Regions from separate parts of the Sus scrofa genome. Here region 1 is linked to region 2. Evidence: chromatin contacts called from public promoter capture Hi-C data. All regions are on one chromosome and are shown on one strand. The core of a region is the stretch at or near the end of the contact, and the rest is flanking DNA. Distances in the headings are between cores, read along the strand shown. Region 1 overlaps DIAPH1 (diaphanous related formin 1). Region 2 holds the start of LOC100521256 (probable histidine--tRNA ligase, mitochondrial).

What was found. Promoter capture Hi-C pulls out the DNA fragments that hold promoters and counts their contacts.
Region 1: a contact with region 2 is called in a promoter capture Hi-C map of liver, with 13 times the contacts expected there. The contact joins the enhancer-like site here to the promoter of LOC100521256 in region 2. A contact is called at or near these places in 2 of 5 promoter capture datasets (fetal liver and liver), 5 of 47 Hi-C or Micro-C datasets (embryonic fibroblasts, liver, psoas muscle and 1 more) and 2 of 2 datasets of contacts at active chromatin or transcription factors (alveolar macrophages and skeletal muscle).

What each region holds. Positions count from the first base shown.
Region 1 is chr2:143,209,613-143,212,785 of Sscrofa11.1, reverse strand. All of the region lies in intron 17 of DIAPH1 (diaphanous related formin 1), which reads left to right. Among named protein-coding and RNA genes, the nearest start is that of DIAPH1, 60 kb to the left of the region's middle. Within about 2 kb of position 1,610, at least 68 of the 83 cell types and tissues checked have an H3K27ac peak or open chromatin away from gene starts, as enhancers often do. A contact at or near this core is called in alveolar macrophages, fetal liver, liver and 1 more, where this site is marked.
Region 2 is chr2:142,399,678-142,403,189 of Sscrofa11.1, reverse strand. LOC100521256 (probable histidine--tRNA ligase, mitochondrial) reads right to left here and starts at 1,911. Exons shown (of 12, transcript XM_013995242.2): 1 at 1,607-1,911. The coding sequence starts at 1,714. HARS (histidine--tRNA ligase, cytoplasmic) reads left to right here and starts at 1,958. Exons shown (of 12, transcript XM_021084891.1): 1 at 1,958-2,143; 2 at 2,423-2,512. The coding sequence starts at 2,054.

The DNA of each region.
Region 1 (3,173 bases), core at 361-2,860, 810 kb before region 2:
GGGGTGTCTCCACTACAGAATGTTGCTGTTTCCTCGGGGGCTTTTCTTTCTGCTTCTCTATTATCTGTTTCTCTCTGTAGGTAACAGGTGATTTAGAAGTCAAGATGATAAGAAAACAAGGTCTCATTCCCAGCCATCCATTCATCCACCCAACCACCCCTCCCTCTCTTCTAGAAGTCACTATTGTTATTTATCTCACTGTTTTTGGAAAACACAATCCTAGCAAATGCTAACGCAGATTCTCTCCCCCCCCTTGCCGAAAGGCCACGTGCTGTCTGTGCTGTGGTTTACCTCGCTGTTACATCCTGGGGGGTTTTCCTACAGGGCCTGGAGGTCTTTCTCATTAAAAAAAAAAAAATCCAAATTAAAATGTTTAGTTGTCACTTTTGCAGTGAACCCTAGGATCAAACAGCAATCTGTATGGTAGTGAAGTAGCCTTCGTTTGGGGGCACAGCCCCTGCAGGGAGCCTTTTGATCAGACCGCGTCTTAGAGCACGCGTGGCCTCTGGCTCTCCCTGCGCGCGCTGCAGACTCCCTCGTGTAGTGACTGACCAGCTGGTTGCTCACCCACCCCGAATGTCCCGCACTTGGCGCAGAGCTTACAGCCCACATGGTGTGGGCAGGAGAGACCTGACCGTTGCCGCTGAGGGGCCTTGCAGATGTCAGCCGCTGGCGCTGGGACACCACCCATAAAAGACTGTGGTCTTCAAAGGGAAGGGGTCCCTCACCCCGTGTTTTCCTTGCTTTTCCCACTCAGTCTGTGTCCTGGAGATGGTTGCTGGAGAACTTCGTACCCTGTCCCGTCTTAAGACTCTCCATCACCTTCAGAGCAACGTGGAAGAAAGCTCATGATTCAGTCTTAGGGGAGGAGAGCTGGAAATGGTTGTATGCAACCCTCACTGCCGTTGTGCTTTGCGGAAAAAACTGCCGACGTAAAAGCCTGGAGGGGACTATTCTGGAATACTGTAGCAGATTTTCGTTAGGGTGCTAGATTGCTTTTCCTTCAGCCCTTCTGTGCTGTGACCATCTTCTCTTTATAATGGCAAAGACAGAAGGGGTAAGAAGGAAATTTGCTGGTGTCGAGGATGCTTGAAAAGGGGCTTTCTCGAAGTATTCGGACCTAATTAATTTGTGCGCAAGGCAGAGTGCTAACCCCCAGTTCTGCAGAGCAGGAAACGGCATCCTTTCCCTCGCCCTCCCTATTGGTCCAAGCCACTTCCCTCTGAAAAATCGATCACAATTTAAAAAGCTTTTGTTCTTCCCTCAGCTCCTGGGGTAAGAGAACCTCAGTTACACAGCAAAAGGGCCTGGGTAACCTGTGCCCCCAGGACGATACAGAGGTAGTCCTGATCCCGCACCAGTCCCATCTCTGTTGCAAAAGTCAGTGCTTTTTCTTTGGGATCTGTTAGATGAGAGGATAGGACACGCCCTTGCCTGTCATTCTGTCTGTGTTTAAATTTCCTTTTTGCAAGGAAAACAACTGGAATCCTTCCGAGAACTATGTCCCCCCTTTGCTGCTCTGCTCCCGTTCTGCCTGCATTTCACTTTGCAGCCACGGGGCGAGCGCAGTTGAGCTATTTTGGCTCAGGTTCCAGTTTGTGAGGTCAGAGCCCAGGGATTGGAGCGGACTGTCAGGTGACTTGCTGTAACAGCGATGACGTCCCGCCCTCACCCCACCCCTTCTCCCCCCTCCTTCCCCACCCTTTCCTGGCTTCCTCCTCGGGAACAAAGAAGGGAAAAAAACAGCAGTGTGACGAAAACCAGCAGCTGCATCTGCAGACGCGGAGCGGGGGCGGGGGGGGGGGGGGGGGGCTGGGTGTTTTCCGTCTGTGCTGTTTGTGGTGCTCTTACCCCGCTCCGCCCCTCCCAGTACCCAGGATGAAACGGGGGGGGGGGGGGATTTCTGGCATCCTTTGCTGCAGAGAATGGCTTGGAAATCCGCAGTTTACTCCATATTTAGGTAGGCAGGCGGGGGTGAGGCTGAGCAGGGATTAAAACTGCTCCCAGCACCTAAAAAAAAGATGAAGGTATTTTGTTGTCTCATTCCATTTTATCCAAGAGTACCCGTTTCATGTCTGTGACAGAGGCTCATCACCTGTTCTTTCTAAGGAGGAAAATGATGCCTAAAAGGTACCATCTTCATCTTGTGACAAATATGAAGTATAGTGTAAACCTGAACTTTGCCTGTTGAGATCTCATAGCAAGTAAATACCAAGCCAAGACCTGACCCCAGATCTGTTGAGCTCAGAGCCCAGCATTACTGAAGGTCATGGCAGGAAGGCAGGAAGGTTCAGGAAAACCCGATAGGCCCACTGCCGGGGGCTGTCCTGGCACGGGGCCAGTGCCCTTTGCTTTTCGCCAAGGACCAGTGTCCTGATTTATTTCTTCCACAAAGAAATCTCGAGGTATAAAAGGAGATGGAAGGGGACACATGGATGAAAAGAAGCTAAAAGTATGTCAACCCCTTACTTAGATCCTGCTTCATTTTTCGAAGGAGAGGAAAGGCTTTCAGCGCCTCATTTCGATGCCTTTTCTCTGCCCCTTTCACCCTCCTGCTCCCTAAACCTGTCTCAGCCTTTTGCTGACTCGCTCAGGGCAGAGCCCGTCTTTCTAGCCCTCCGTCCACACGCCCTTGCTGAGTCACTCTCCTGGGTGTGCTGGGAAGCGTCCCGGCGGAGCTTCAATGGCCGTATTGTCTGAATGGTAGGATGCCTGTGAAGTGCCCGATTCAGAATATGGGTGCGTGTCTGCCACCCTTCCCACTCCAGTTTGGCCCCTTGTGTGGACTCGCAGCACCTCGTTCTTTGGGATTCCTGACTTGCAGGTTTCCTTCTCCCTTTCGGCCAGTTTGCTCTGTCCTTCCTTACAGCTGCACCCCTGCCGGCCCACGTCTGTGGGGTTCAGCACACAGCTCTTTGTTTTGGCCAAAAGGTCAGTGATGGGGATCTGATTCCCTTTGGGTAACTGGCATGCTGTTTCTCTAGCCGCGCGCGCGCGCGCACACACACACGCACCTGCTGTGGTGTGTACCTCCAAATGCCTTTGAGATGCTGCATTTTTCCTCCATGAACATTACAGCTGTGAGAAATACAAAGTAGAAAGCCTCCACGTGGGCGGCAGCTTCTTCTTCTTTATTTTTAGGGCCGCACCCGCAGCATACGGAGGTTCCCAGG
Region 2 (3,512 bases), core at 662-3,161:
GGCCCCACGTACCCCGACCTCAGGTCCCTAAGCAACAGGAAATCTGAACGTTATTCTATCTATCCCAGTCTCAGCCCACCTCCAAAAACGCAGCTGTATCTGCAATGTATATGTACTACATATGTACTACATATGTACATGTACTACATATAAGACCAGGTGTTGAAGTTCCCGTCGTGGCTCAGTGGTTAACGAATCCGACTAAAGACCAGGTGTTTACCAAACAAGTCTCCTCAATACATTTGGAGTTTTTTGGGGGTTTTTTTGTTTTTTGCTTTTTTTTTTTTTTTCTTTTTGTCTTTTTGCCTTTTCTAGGGCCACACCTGTGGCATCTAGAGGTTCCGAGGCCAGGGGTCTAATCGGAGCTGTAGCTGCCAGCCTACACCACAGCCACAGCAATGTGGTATCTGGGCCACATCTGCGACCTACACCACAGCTCACCACAATGCTGTATCCTTGACCCACTGAGTAAAGCCAGGGATCAAACACACAACCTCATGGTTCTTAGTCGGATTCATTAACCAGTGAGCCATGACGGGAACTCCTGGAGTTTTTTTAATGTGTGAAAAAGTTTAACCCAGGAACAAGGAAGGCACAAAGCAACCCGGCATTATCATTACCAACCATCTAGAAGTAGGGATTAGCACAATCCCCAGTTCTCGGCTCCTACTCAAAGAGTGAAAGTAAGAATTTTTAAGGAGTTCCCCTCGTGGCTCAGTGGAAATGAATCCAACTAGCATCCATGTGGACACAGGTTCCATCCCTGGCCTTGCTCAGTGGGTTAAGGATCCAGTGTTGCCATGAACTGTGGAGTAGGTCAAAGTTTTGGCTTGGATCCTGCATTGCTATGGCTGTGGCGTAGGCCAGCAGCTACAGCTCCAATTTGTCCCCTAGCCTGGGAACCTCCATATGCCACAGGGGCATCCCTAAAAAAAAAACAAAATAAAAAATTCAAAAAAAAAAAAGAATTTTTAATAAGGTAGTAATGGTCCTTAGGCTTGGACCAGTCTTCCTAGAAGACTTTTTCCCAAGGTACAACAAAATCACTGATTCTGTTTATTTCCAGATATAGACGGTGGAGTAGTTCTATACTTTGGCAGGTTCTGTCCTTCAAAGGATGGCAGTTGAAGTCCACATTCCCTCCTCTACAAGTCAAAATCTCTGAAAACTAAAAATCGGAGTGGGGGGGATATGAAGGAGTCTCATTTTGACGTAAATTCTAATGTGAATTCAGTCTATTTAGGGTCATTAGTCACCTCAGTGGAACGTTCATATATTTTGCTTAAAGTTTGTTTATGTGCTAGACGCCAAAAGGTTCTGAAAGGGATTATGAATCTACATTAAAATGTTCCCTCACTATGCAGCCATAGGTAAGTCATTTAACCTGGCAGCCTTCATTTCCTCAACTATAAAGTAGAAATAATAACCCCAACCTCTCAAGATGGCTATGATTAATGACAGAGCATCCTAAAAGGCTCTGTGTCGGCACTTGGTGGGCACGCAATAAAAACCGACTGTGACAGTGCGGGAGTGCAGGCCGCGAGCCCATGCTTTCAGACCTGGAAATCCTGCCCCGACAGACCAGAGCTAGCTCAGTCTGGCTCACCTGGCTATGAGAACGGACCGCCCCAATGCATACGGCACCGGGCGGCCGCCGGAGCTGGCCAAGCAGCGCAGCCCAGGCCCTTCCATGCAGGAATCCGAGCTGGGGCATCGTGAGGCAGTGAGACGGCTTTCCGGGACAGGAGGCAAAGGACCTAGGAAGGAGGCAAAAAAGACCCCAGGAAGGGTACAGGGCGCGGTAGAGGTGAAGCCCAGACTCTACAGAAGAAATAAGCGCTTCTACACCATCTAAATCCCGCAAGGTGGCTTGGGTCCTTTCCGGCTCCCTCCCAGCATTTACACTTCCGGTAGGAGCCGGAAGTGATTGTTGTCCTGGGTGGTGGCTCTCTAGGCATGTGAGCCCGCGACTCGGTAGCCGGAAGTCGTCCGAGCTGAGGCTGTGGCCGCCACAGCCGATCTGGACAGCAATCAGCTCCGGCTGGCAGCCAGTATGGCAGGGCGTGAGACGCTGGAGGAACTGGTGCGACTTCAGGGAGAGCGCGTGCGGGGCCTTAAGCAGCAGAAGGCCAGCACTGAGCAGGTGCGACCCAGGCGGCAGGGGAGGGAACAAGGCAAGGCCAGGGAGGACATAGAACGTGGGTGGGCTGCACAGAGGCTGAAGATATGGAAGCAGGGACCGGACTGGTAGGGAGGAGGATGGGCTCGGTGGGGAGGTAGCTGCGATAGGACCCAAGAGAAGGAAGGATGGGCCTGGGAGACAGATCTGCCGCACTTCTCGATGAGCGAGAGATACTGAATGAATGGCGGGGAAGGGAAGGAGTGGATGTGATACAGCCCAGCGCCTGCTTTCCCTCCACAGATCGAGGAGGAGGTGGCAAAACTACTGAAACTGAAGGCACAGCTCGGCCCTGATGAAGGGAAACATAAGTTTGTGCTCAAAACTCCCAAGGTGAGTATCATATCTTTAAGGAGCCTCTGAGAGGGTGCCTGCTTCCCTGAACCGGGTCATTGAGGAGGATCTGAAATGCTGCAGAGGAAACAACAGTTACTCTGAGTGCCAGGCTGGGCTGGACTCTACCTGAGTCATTCTGGGATGGCAAAGTGATGGCAGAAACTAGGCCAGCTAAGTATTTAGGGGCGTCTACCTGCTACTGCTACTCCTTTTTGATTCAGTAAATATTTTTTGAGTGATCGCTACACAAGGTGAGTGTACCATGGTAAACAACATAGCCACCCCTCAGCTCACATTCTACTGAAGCAAACAGACCTAGGAGATATGATCCCACACATAGATATGTAACTACAACTTGGTTAAGTGATGTAAAGAAATAACAAAGTGCTCTGAGAAAAATAAGGGACAAGTGGGGAATCTGAGAAAGCCTCCCTAAAAAAGTGATAGACTAGCTGACCTAAAAGATGAGTGGGAGATAGATGAAGAGTCAGAAGAAGATAGGTCCAGATAGGGAGTGGAAATCCTTTTTTGGGGGGGGGGGGCTTGCCTGCATCAATGTGTAAGTTACCTGGCCAAGAATTGAACCCACACCACAGCAGCCACCTGGGCCACTGCAGTGACAAGCCAGATGCTTGGCCTGCTGTGCCACAGGGGACTCCAGGGAATGGAAGTCCTGAAGCGAGAATGAAACTTTGTAGTTTCCAGGAACTATAAAAAGACCTCATGGCTAGAACCAGATGGAGAAGTAGAAATGAAGATAGAGAGTGAAATAAAGTTGGAGAGTCTTAGCTCAGCATCCATGATGTCAGTTCAGATGCTACTTCTATAAGTTCTATAAACTGAACTATTTACCCTTCATCTGGGTTCCCTCGGCACTTGACAAATATACCTCCGTTACCACATTTATTGCTGCCTTTTCATTATTCACATGGTTTACTTAGCCTGAGAGGCTGAGATTGGAATTGAGTAGCTATTCAATGAAAGTGTGTGAAACTGA